3 separate regions of the Gossypium hirsutum genome follow, and regions 1 and 2 are each linked to region 3. Evidence: chromatin contacts called from public Hi-C data. All regions are on one chromosome and are shown on one strand. Each heading gives the region's core, a stretch centred on a gene start, on an enhancer-like site or on the middle of the called end of the contact. The rest is flanking DNA. Distances are from core to core; before and after follow the strand shown. Region 1 holds the start of LOC107888281 (probable plastidic glucose transporter 1). Region 2 has its middle 23 kb from the start of LOC107888281. Region 3 holds the start of LOC107952843 (protein NRT1/ PTR FAMILY 6.4).

What was found. A called contact is a pair of places that touch in the nucleus more often than the background predicts.
Region 1: a contact with region 3 is called in a Hi-C map of leaf, with 2.5 times the contacts expected there. The contact joins the promoter of LOC107888281 here to the promoter of LOC107952843 in region 3. A contact is called at or near these places in 19 of 34 Hi-C or Micro-C datasets (anther, callus, hypocotyl and 3 more).
Region 2: a Hi-C map of leaf shows a contact between it and region 3, with 3 times the contacts expected there. The contact joins the enhancer-like site here to the promoter of LOC107952843 in region 3. A contact is called at or near these places in 18 of 34 Hi-C or Micro-C datasets (anther, callus, hypocotyl and 3 more).

Annotation. Positions count from the first base shown.
Region 1 is chrA07:56,922,410-56,926,545 of Gossypium_hirsutum_v2.1, reverse strand. LOC107888281 (probable plastidic glucose transporter 1) reads left to right here and starts at 1,746. Exons shown (of 12, transcript XM_016812340.2): 1 at 1,746-2,034; 2 at 2,145-2,268; 3 at 2,887-3,087. The coding sequence starts at 1,860.
Region 2 is chrA07:56,945,842-56,950,104 of Gossypium_hirsutum_v2.1, reverse strand. No RefSeq gene overlaps it. Among protein-coding and RNA genes, the nearest start is that of LOC107888281, 23 kb to the right of the region's middle. Within about 2 kb of position 1,999, at least 1 of the 9 cell types and tissues checked has an H3K27ac peak or open chromatin away from gene starts, as enhancers often do. A contact at or near this core is called in leaf, where this site is marked.
Region 3 is chrA07:57,124,843-57,128,791 of Gossypium_hirsutum_v2.1, reverse strand. It overlaps LOC107952843 (protein NRT1/ PTR FAMILY 6.4), which reads right to left and starts at 2,119. Exons shown (of 5, transcript XM_041117961.1): 1 at 1,816-2,119; 2 at 1,591-1,711; 3 at 1,278-1,495; 4 at 618-1,165. The coding sequence starts at 1,818.

The DNA.
Region 1 (4,136 bases), core at 497-2,996, 200 kb after region 3:
ATTATTTTTAAAGTGCTTCTAAGGCCTCGAGAGCTCAATTAAGGGACGATATGCATGTGTTTGAATGGACTAAGATATGATTTATGAAATGTTTAGAAATGAATGATTATAAGTTACGTTTTCACAATAATACTCCGTAACCTTATTTCGACGACGGATATAAGTTTGAGGTGTTATAGGGGAAGAATGGGATAGCATTCCCCCATTATTCATTGAATGGTAAATCACTCATTTGTTTAGTTGAACGTAATACTCATTCAATGGAATGACCATTACTTCATATTACTTGTCTTCTTGTAATAGCTATTCTTTGGTATCACCAAAGAATGACTATTCCATGCAACATTGAATAATAAAGAAAAATTAATTTTTAGATTAGTCCTTTAAAACTTGGACTTAGAAAATATAAAAATAAAATATTTGAAATAATTTAATATAATTTAATATAAAATATTTAATGTCAAAATATAATTTAAAATAAAAATATTTTAATATAAAAATAATTATATTAAAAATATTATTATTTTTATTAAATTATATTTAATAATAATTATATTAAAATATGATTAAATTATTTTTAATAATAATCCTATTAAAATTTAATAACAATAACAATAATTATCTACTTACAAAAAAATTGATAAGGGTACTCCAATCATTTCAATTTTTTCCCTTATACTATTATAACATCATTCCATTCAACCAAACATAAGAATACTATTACAGTTTTATTCAATTCCATTGAACTAAACATTGAATTATTGATTACAGCTCTATTGTATTACAACTCAATTCTATTACAACGAACCAAACGTAGTGCTGGATAATACATTCCAACCAAATGAACCAAACAAGATAATGTAACATACCATCGACAACCTTATGTCAGCGAACCAAACGTAGTGTTGGATAATACATTCCAATCAAATGAGCCAATCAAAGTAATGTAACATACCATATACAACCTTACGTTTTTTGTAATTCTATTACGAAAATTTATATTATATTCCTTGAACCAAACATTCCCTGAAAGTTCTTTAATATTGATTTCATAGCTAAATTTTTTTTATAAATATCAAAACATATATGAAATTTGATTCAATGTGCATTATCATATATGAACTTTGATTTTATACAATTTTATGCATTAAATTTTAATTTGATTCAATTTTTACAAATTTCTAACAATATTATTGAATTAACACAAATCACATTGATATTATATACAAAAACAATTATATTAATTCAATATGAAAATAAATTTATTTATTTATTTTTTTAAATGTGTAGAATTGAATCCAAATTAAAATTTATTATATATATAAAAACTAAAATTCAAATTTAATATATATAATTGTACCAAAGTATATATTACAAATTACACATTTTAATTGATTTTGAATTTATGGGTTTTAGATGTGAGGTTAACATGATTTCACGGTTTTCTTTCTTCTAATTTTCAATTATTTGGATTTTAGTTATTTAATATGAGATCCCTTCGATTATTTAGAAGTAAAAAGTTCGGACTCATGGCATTTTACGATTAAACCACGTCTTTAACATTTCAAAATTTAATATCCTTGCATAAAAAGTATCCACAAATAAGTAAATTACGTCATGCTAAAGAAAATGTCACTAAAATGCTCTCATCCTTGCCGGTATACTGTTGAACTATGCCCTCGTGTTTCCCGCCAATTTGTTACTCTTTTTTTTTATGACCGTTTTATCCTATTCCTTCCTTGCAGAGCTAACAAATTACGCCACCTGGCTTTATCCCATCATTTCTATCTAATTATTGAAGGAAAAAAATAAACAAAAAACACTTCAATTCCCATTCTCTCTCCTCGATTTCTCACTCGATGTGGGTTGCCACCGTACTCCACCGACCGGTCGTCCCGGTTCCCCTATTCTTCACCTCTCATCTAAGCCCCAAAGTACTCCTTAAACCCAAAACCTTTCGTTTTGGTTTCCCCTTGCCGTCACTAAAGTTGAAAGCTTCGGCGACTAGGAAGCAGTTGCAGACTCAGGAGCCAGGTTTTTACTATCATTTATTTTTCGGCTTATTGGCTTTCGTCAAATTCAATCGACGGACAAGATTCTGTGGAATTTTTATAGTTAATATCTGATTAGGGTTTAAATTGCAGATAATGAAGGTTTACGTAATCAAGAAAAAAGCGATGATCAAAGCTTTGATTTGGGATGGCTTCCTACTTTCCCTCACGTTTTGGTTGCTTCAATGTCCAATTTCCTTTTCGGCTATCACATAGGGTAAGTGTTTTTTTAATAAAAACATTGTTCTTTCTTTCTGAAAATTTAATTGTTGTTTTCTTTTCCTTGCTCTTTTTGCTATGCAATGAAGCATTTGAATATTCTGGAGCTTAATTCAGCTCTTATTGAATTTTTTTTTATGCTTTATTGTTCTTTCTAATTAGTTGCTCGCTCGTTTAGCTGTTGAGAAATTGGAAATTATGTTGCTAACTGATTTATATGCTTACAAGAGTTTTATTTATTTAACTATAAATATTCCATAAAAAAACTATAAATAAGGAAACTAAACACTGAATTATTGTCTTTTAATGTATAAACCTGGTTGTAGAGTGTTAAAATTTCATCGGGAGTGTATGGAAGGAATTCATATACCCGGTCTCTTAATTCTCCCTAAAGTACCGATGTCCAACACTTGTGTTTGACATAGGTATGGGATATGATCATATATGTGAAGAAATAAAATAGAAACAAAAATATTGAGTATGCCCATATTGGACTCACACACGTATTCAATACTCACCATAACATAGGTGTAACTTGAAAATCAATGATATTTTTAAAGAGTAAAATTGTTTTGTCTAAGAGTCAGTTCACAAAATTGCATTCTTTGTTTTGCAGAGTAATGAATGGTCCAATCGTTTCAATTGCAAGAGAACTTGGTTTCGAAGGAGATCCAATTCTTGAGGGGATTGTGGTAAGCATATTCATTGCTGGAGCTTTCATTGGAAGCCTGAGTTGTGGTTCACTGGTGGACAAACTAGGTTGTCGCCGGACCTTTCAGATTGACACAATACCATTGATACTTGGTGCAATTGTGAGGTGAGAATAACATATAGGCATTGGTAATCCAAGCAATGCATTTTATCTCCTCTATGCCAAGTGAAATGTGGAGTTCATTTAAACAGTACTATAATTATTTTGTACTCTTTTGTTTCTTTTGTGTGTTTCACACCCCATCTGTTATTTCATTCTGTATTTATCTAGGTAGAACTTATAGGACACATATTACAGTAGCTTCTTGTACTTTATGTGTTTGAAAGTGTGTTTAAACATGTAAACCAATTTATATCTTGGCCCTTCAGATGCTTTCTGAGCTTACTCTTATAATGGTAAGAATTGGGTCAAAGTGTACTACTGTGTAAAGTTCATTTTAGTTCCTCTACTAAAAATTACTCCAAATTAGTTCTTATGCATTAAAAATTTGTTCAAATCATGATAATGTTAAAATTTTCCATTAAGTTGTTGATAGTTTGCACAAAATATATCATACCTAACTGCTTTACCCATGATCCGGCCCATGGAAAAAACCCAACCATCCCAAATCTAAGAACTACCGTGTGGCCACCGGCCACAATAGAAGTTTCAACTATTGTGACTCTCCCCTGCCAATCCCTCAGAACCCTAAATCCAAATCTCCAAATTCCCCAACCCCAAGTTAACTTCATCGCAATATATCTAATGAAAAATTTGGGGCATTAATCAGAAAAGCTAGAGGAGAAGAGGAAATATTTCTAATTGAAATCCCCCAATGCCTAATCCCTTGTATAAAAAATCTCATTCTATTTATAGCTTAGAAATATTTAAGTTAGCAATTCACGCTGTAGTTCCACGCAACCCAATTACTCTCGTTCTTTCCAATTCTTCTTTATTCTCAAAAGTACAATTAGTTGAATATTTTCTTGAAGTTTTATTTACATATCTTTATTTATTAGCTCCATTGCTCATCAAATGCAGCTTAAACAATGAACAGTTTGATTACTCTTGTTCTGAAATTGCTTGAGCTAGTTTGCTTGCTTAAAAATGTTTATCTTTTCAAAGATTTTACTTTTTTCAGCCACACCAGATACATGGCATGTTTTGTTTTTGGG
Region 2 (4,263 bases), core at 750-3,249, 180 kb after region 3:
TATTTTCAAACACTAAGAATCAAAGAAAAAGTAAGATAAAAGTGTTATAAACTATTGTAAATTAATATTATTCTAATTGTTGAATATAATTAGAATATATTAACTATTTTGATAATTAAAGTACAATCAATTTTATCTATAACAACTCCATTTTTCTACCAAAATTTTGAATGACATAAATAGGTGGTTGTTATATACCCATAACATTACTCGAGACACTTATAACAATATTTTAGATTTAAATCATTTTTGATTTCTTTAATTTTCAAATTAGAAAAACTATAATTTATCAATAATACTATTAATTAGTGAGATTTAAAGTGCATCTTTAATAAAATTTATAAATGCAATTCTATTTATTAAATATTATTTTTATTTAATAAAATATTGTTAACATATTTTTCTTAAACATTTTATTGAAACAATATCTTAACAGAAAATTATTATTTTTATTTCACTTAAGAATAAAACTAATTTACTAAAATTTAAGAAAAAAAATTGTTGTAAATAACTAATGTAACAATATACTTCATACTTTATAATTCTTGTTATAGGTTAAAAAAATTATTATAAAGGGTAAAAATCAAACATGAAAAATTGGTTCTAAAACTTAACTTTTATAGTAAAATCAATTCTTAGAGTTGATTGTTAACGCACTTGTTTTATAATGGTAAATCTTAATATCATATTATTGAAAAAGTAAGAGTGTAGCTCAAAATTTAATAATTAAAATTATAGTAAAAGTGTAATTTAACATATATGCAGTGTAATTTCAACTCAGAAAATATTTTTTATTATTCAGATTTTAATAATAAAATAAAATATTGTTATAATATTAATTTAGTAATATGAATAATAAACAGTATTTTGGTAGGCTCACTTCTTATATGTATATTGCATAAATTTGTAAATTAAGTCAGTTGGGTCAATTTGATCTTTGCAATTTTTAACATCATTTTAATTTGAATTATTTCATGTTTAGACATTTTGAATTTAAGTAATTCGGATTGAAGCTTAGATTTTTCTAGTCAAGCTAATTTAGGTTGGGTCAATTTAGGTTAAGGTTGTTGGTTTTTTATGATTAAATCGTGTTGAGTTGAATCTAGAATCAGATTGATCACTGATTCAATCAGAATTGATAGGTATATATATAAATATTTTGTTTCGTGTATTGTTGTTTCATTTAAAATCGTCATATTAAATTAGAGGTATTCATAGATCAAGTTTAAGCCTTGCCCATTTACGATACCAAACTATCAAATATTATACACAGTTACCAAGCTCGACCTGATTTGAAATATGGGTCTCTAATTTTATTCAATTTCGTCTATATTTATAAATGACTAAACATGAGTCCGTTTAAATCCCCTCATTTTATTTTTTTCAAAATATATTATATTTTATTAAATTTTTAATTATATATAACTTAACATATGTTTTTAATATTTACATTCTGGTAAAATATATTTAATTTTCATATAATATAAATTACATAATACATAAAATAAAATAAAAATAATATAAACTCCGAATACGAACCGACTCAGCTTAAATTTGACACATACTTTACCCAACTCAATTTTCAAACATAAAACATTAGAATTTGGACGTTAAGTCAACCCTTACACTAATATATATTAAGCCGTGCACATACTTATCTATGCATGTGTAGCTTGAAATGTGGAACATGTCAACAAGAATCTATTTCCAAATTTCAAAATATTTTTATCGTATTCACTTTACATACTTATATCATATTTAAAATTATAAAATTTAATAAATGAACGCTTTTATCAAAATGTAACTTAAAATGTAAAACATGTGAACAAGAATCTATCATCGAATTTTGAAAGATTTAAATTTTATGGTCAGCAAATTTCCCATTTGCCAAACAAGTTCAAATTTTATTGTAACATCCTCATTCGATATACGAGCCGTGGTCCAAACCATGTCCTTTCTATAAAACTTACCGGCGACAACAGATATAGAGAAAGCCACCCAAAAAGGATTTGTGCCCACAGGGGGCTCCATGTGAAATGTTCACGGACGGATTGCATAATAAGATTTTGTATAGTGGACGTAAAAAGTCCCGGTTCACGTCCAATGTTCAATACTTAATGGGGAAAAATATCTTTGTAGAAGCAGTGGGTTAATTTATCAACTAGGAAGTTCTCGTTTAATTCTTTACTCACGTTTTCTCTTGAAAACATTAATTTAACTATCGGAACGTAAGCCTCAAGATTGTTCATTAAGCATCAGAATGTCAATTGAATCATCACGTTTCGATAAAGCTAATTTATAAATTGTGTGTTGAAGGCAAGGCCACTCAGATATCCGAATTAAAGTTATTGGTTAAAAACTAAATGAACGGACATCAATATTTGCCTTATAATTTATGTGACATAAAATATAATAAAATATTTTCTAATATTAAGTATAATATTTTTATTAGAAAATATATATTCTTTAATACCTTATTACCTTAAATCTTATTTAGTTTTTCTTGAATCATATTCTTTTCCATCCATAAACTTAACCAAACAATGGGATGAGATCATCGAAATCCTTAAATTTAAAAAAATAATTAATATTTATATAATTAAAGTAAATAATATAATATAAATATATTTAGTGCATTTTATATTACAAAAAAAGGTATACGTACACGCTTAACTACATATAATATATCAATTGTTTTAAATAAGTATTACGAATGTATAATAATTATACAATTATGATATTATAATATGCATTCTTTTATTAGTGATGTGCAACCTATACTTTAAATGTGTAACTTATTTTATGGTAGATTGTAAAACATAAAATTGACATTATACAATTAAGGTATAATATTAATGATATGTATCTCAATATATAACTATGTTATTATTGTTGGAAAAAAATCGGTTTGAAAACGGTTTCCTGTTACAGCGAAAAAATAAAAATTTAAAAAATGAGTTGATTTGTTACATTTATAACAATAATTTTTTTCCAAAAAATACTTGTGTTTTATGCGAGACGGATCCTTGTTATTACCGACTTTCAACTGAACAGTCTTCTCTACTATTCTCATACCACGAATCGCTTCGAGTGTGGGCTCGAACAATCACGCACCAAACACAGAACTAGAAATAATTTTCTTACTTTCAATAAGAAAGCAAATCTCTATCTCTCTAGAAATCAGTAGAATTGTTATTCCCAAAAAATAGAATTTATACTTAAAAATTAATTATGACTATTTTGGGGCAAAATAACAATATTGAAAACTTATGTGTAAATAGCTCTAACAGTGTCATCTATTTATAAGGAGAGATAAAATAATCCTGATTGAATTGGTAGAATACAAATAATACTTATCTGATAGAAAAATATGTCTCCTAGTTCTACTAGGAGAAATGGGCGGCTAACCCTAGTTAATTAAATTAGGTTTCGGCCCTCATACTTATTATGAGAGGTTTTGGGTCTCTCCTATATTGGGTCCAATTTCATGTGCCTAGACTTTTAACCCAACACTTTATAATTTAATCCAACCCAATACAATTTTTTTTCTATTTCCCAAAATAAATAGCATTTATTAAATTAATTTAAATAATTTATTTTTTCAATTAAACAATTTTCTCAACCCAATTCTAATTCTGTTAAAGTCATGGAAACTTTACCGTAAAAGAATCTTTGAGAAAATATATTTAATTTTCATATTCAACATATTCACAATGACCTATTAATTTAATTCCATTTCCAAACTTCAATTATTTAATTAAATAATAATTCGAAAAACTTAAATTAATTCTCAGATCATTTCTATACTTAGTGAAGATTACGCGAGTAGAATTTCTAAACAAGACTATTACGAAAATTATGAGTTTCGGGCTTTTTATTCAAGTTTAAAGCATATTGGGTTCGAATTTTAGGCTTAATTTTTATTATATTTGAGTCCAATATTGTATTTATTAATTTTTATTATTTTATTATTTATTTATTTCAAATTTTGGATAATTTTTAAGTATTTTAAGTTATTTAGGAGATTTATGCCACCAAGAAAGTTTAGTTTAAAACTACTTCTTATTTAAGTTAATTAGAGTTTCAGTATACTTAAGAGTTTTATTTGAATTTACATAGCTAGCCTCTATAAAGGCCTCTTCATTGTACACAATCAATTCATTCATTATCACTTTGAGTTAATAAAATTCTCTTTGAGTTTTCTTTTTAATAATTTCTCTTGAGTTTTCTTTTAGAAGAGTTTTAACAATATTTTCAAACTGT
Region 3 (3,949 bases), core at 870-3,369:
TCTACTAATGCATAAATCTAAAAATTAGGTAGAATATCTTCAGCATGAACCAAAAGAAGCTGTTAGGAGCAGGGAGTTGTTTTAAGGTAAAATGAATGGCTAGACACTGATGGGAAAGGGTCAGATATCTGATTTTAGTTGCATTTCATGATCAAGTTGGAAGATTTCCTTTCCCTGCCTTTTTTTTTTTTGCGGGGCCCTACCTTTTACCATTTATTTTTCTTTTTAATATCTGTTGTGTGTGAACTATGTTACGCATATTGGGCTACGATGTTAGATTATCTGTTTATATAGATGCGTTTATTTTTATTTTTTAATAATCTACTTGGAAGGTTTGATCCTCAAACCCATATCTAATCATATGGGGGTTGGAGCAACATATGAACTGACAATGAAGCAAAATCCTTCAATTTGTATAAAAATAACTTAACACTAGCTCAATTTAAAATTAAAATGGTTTAATGTTCTTGAATCAGAGCAAAGTTTTGCGAAAAAAAAATGAAATTTAAGCTTGGGTTTTGAATCTGATGCAAGTGAAAATCAAACCAAAACTCTGCAATTTGCAACAGTTGTGAAAAGAAAGATGTGGCATGAAAACCAAATGGGATCAGACTTACTTGAATCTTGGCGTGTAGGGAACCTTTCGGTTATCGTAATCGTTCAAGAGGCTAGGGTGGGAAGGATAAGGCTGATTTTTCTTCTTCAATGCCAATAATAGAACCCTCCATACGACAGTTAAAGGGCTCCCCTGAGGCTTTTTGAACCTGTACCATGGAGTCCCACAAATCAAAACCACTACCGCAATCACCATTGTTACTGCTGAAATCCCGTATCCCCACCCTCTTCCTACATTGTCTTGTATATACACCAGCACAATCACCGCAAACAATGACCCCAGGCTGATGCCGAAATAGAACCTATTGAAGAAGAAAATCATAGCCTTCTCCTCCTTGGGGTCTGCCACGTCGAACTGATCCGACCCAAAACCCGAGACATTAGACTTTATTCCCCCACCACCAAGTGCTGTTGTGTACAGTGCCGCATACAGCAAAGCCAGTTGCCGGCCGTTTGCCTCGATGCACTCGTGATGCTTCCTTCTGTAGTCATCACAGTAAGGAGGCCTCATGCTGGGAATTGTCGTAGCCAGTGTCAATAAAATCACTCCCTGAGTTAAGATGAGATGGCAGCCAAAAAAGTTATATTAAAGTCTTTGTTTGCAAAGAAGTAGACGTAAAGATATCTTTTTTATTTCTTATTATCGGTAAGGGAAACCTTACCAGAGCAGTTATGGATGCAGAGAGTGCCACAGTCAAGTATCGACCGAGTTTGGCATCGGCTAAGAAACCTCCGAGGAGACCAAGCAGATTAAGAGCGCCCATGAAGTTGGTAACTATAGTTGCGGATTTTGCTGCTGAGATATGCAAATCTCCAACTAAGTACGTCACCAAATTCATAGATATGCCCATCACACATATCCTCTCGGAGAGCTCAGATCCTGCACCAAAAATTTCCCTTCATATTAGCAAAAGAAGAAAGATGGGGACCAAGGTACACCGCACTTTTAAGCTTCTGAAATTCATCGTGAAACACCTAAGATGAGCCCTGCAGCGAGCCATCCACCGGTTTTCGACTTGTCCACCGGATTCCCGCGGAAATCAACCACGGTTCCCTCATTTGAATCATCTTTCTCACCATGGCTTCCAACCAAAACCTATGAGCATCCAAAGCAAAATCCAGGCAGCAAAGAAACTATTCATTATATGATCAATTATATTCAAGCATGCTAATAATAATTTTATAGAATGTATACTATACCATGATTGAAACTGCGCGCAAGAGAGAGAGAGAGAGAGAGAGAGAGAGAGAGAGGAAAATAGTAATGTTTAGCTCCAAATATATTATGAGGGGGAAACAGCAGGGGAGAAGTGCATGATTGGGGGTGGGGAATGCATGATAAGGGCCTGGGTACCCACTAGCTGTATCTTCTGAGTTTCCCCAAATTGTGGTCGGGAGAGAGCTTTAAAATATTTTTGTACAATGTGTTCTTTTTGGTGTTATTATCATCCTGTGTACTTGATGCATCTAAGAGGATTGTGTATAGTTTTACCTTCACATTTTCATTTAACTTGCAGGTTAGTCATCATTTAGTATCATAATTTGTAATTGCAAGGGTCATCATTTATGGTGTTGTCATGTCATGTAGGGTCGATGATAAACTCTTGACCGTTTGATTGTCACGTCATGTTGTGTTTAGCAACCGTCCATCACATTTTTGTTTGCTTTTAACCAAATTTTGAATCTTGGAAAGATCAATTGGATTTATTAAATACAAAGAATTTTAGTTCAATGGAGGTTGCCTCTCGCATACATCTGCAATTTAATACATCTTTCTTGCCTTTCTACAGGTTTTCACGTTATTAATTTAACTATTTTCGAAGTATACACTTTTTTAAATTGAATCAAATATTTGACATTATATTCCCTGGAGGGTTATATTCAGCATGGTAAATTATGAGTATAGTCTTGCTTCTATTTTTATTATATAATTATTATTATTTATTTCCTCATTCAATTTTTTAAAATTAATTATATTTCCGCTTTTTTGTTGTTAGTTCAATAACAAAATTTAGACCTATTCATATGTCAGGCTATTTGTTTATACCTAAAGGTTTGCCCGAAATTTGAGAGAATTTGGATAAAAATATTAAGCCCAAAAAATGAATTTAGGTAAAAAAATTAGGCCTGTTTAAAATATGGACTGAGCTCGGGGTTTGAACATTCAAAGTTCGAGCCTAGTCCAGCTCGACCTGTTTTAAGTTTATAATATTTTATATTATGTTATTTTTATATATTATGTAATTTAGAACACATTAAAAAAATAAATCTATATTAAATATATAATACTACTCTAATGTAAACATTAAAACAATGTTAAGATGACTATATACAAGTTTTTAATAAATAAAAAATGTATAAAATTATTAAATATTAAAATAATATAATATAAATATTTTTTTAAAAAAATTTAAAATAATATGAGCAGACCTAAAATGAGTTTGAGTTAATCTTTAGCAAATATGAGTGGGTTTGGGCAAAATTTTAGACTCAGATTTCAAGTTGGGCCAGACTTGGACAAACATAAAGTATGTTAATATCATACTTAAACCCAACCCAAACTCGACCCATGAACACCTCTAACAGAATTCTAATGTGGATCTTTTTATTAAAACATAGCCATTTAATATTTACACATTCAATCAATTAGATCTTAAATCTAAAAAAATTAAAAAACCTCAATGTTTAAAAAAATTATTATTTCAATTCTATTTTGCAAAAAAATTCAAAAAATTTAGCTCTCAACATTTACAAAATTTGTTAATTTAGTTATAATTCTAAAAAATATTTCAAAATAAAATAAAAATATTAAAAAAAATTGATAACAAATTATAAAAACGATTTAAAAATAAAATATTATAAAAAATATGTTAGGATCGACCCGATTAAGTAACGAACAAGAAAAATAGCAGAATAAATTAAGAAATTAAACACACAAATTTAACGTGAAAAAACCCTTCCAAAGAGGATAAAAAACCACGGACAAAGATAACTTTACTATAATGGCAAAAGAACGAAGAGTACAAAAGATGGAGATAAAGACTAAACCCCAAAAACCCGAAAATAAAGAACTCTCAAAACGTAAACACGAAATTCTCTAAATGTGTTATCAGTTCTAATCTCTAATGGGTATATCTTTCTAAGGTTTTAAAATAACCTATTTATAGGCTAAATTCATAGGTCAAATAATAATAAAATAATCTAAACTAATCAGTGTTTGATGAAACAAGTAAATAGAGTTTAACTGAAAGGTTATTTTTCAAAATTGACCGAAAATAGGAGTCATATTTAACAAATCTCCGCCTTGACTCATATTTCCACAACGCCATCTTTT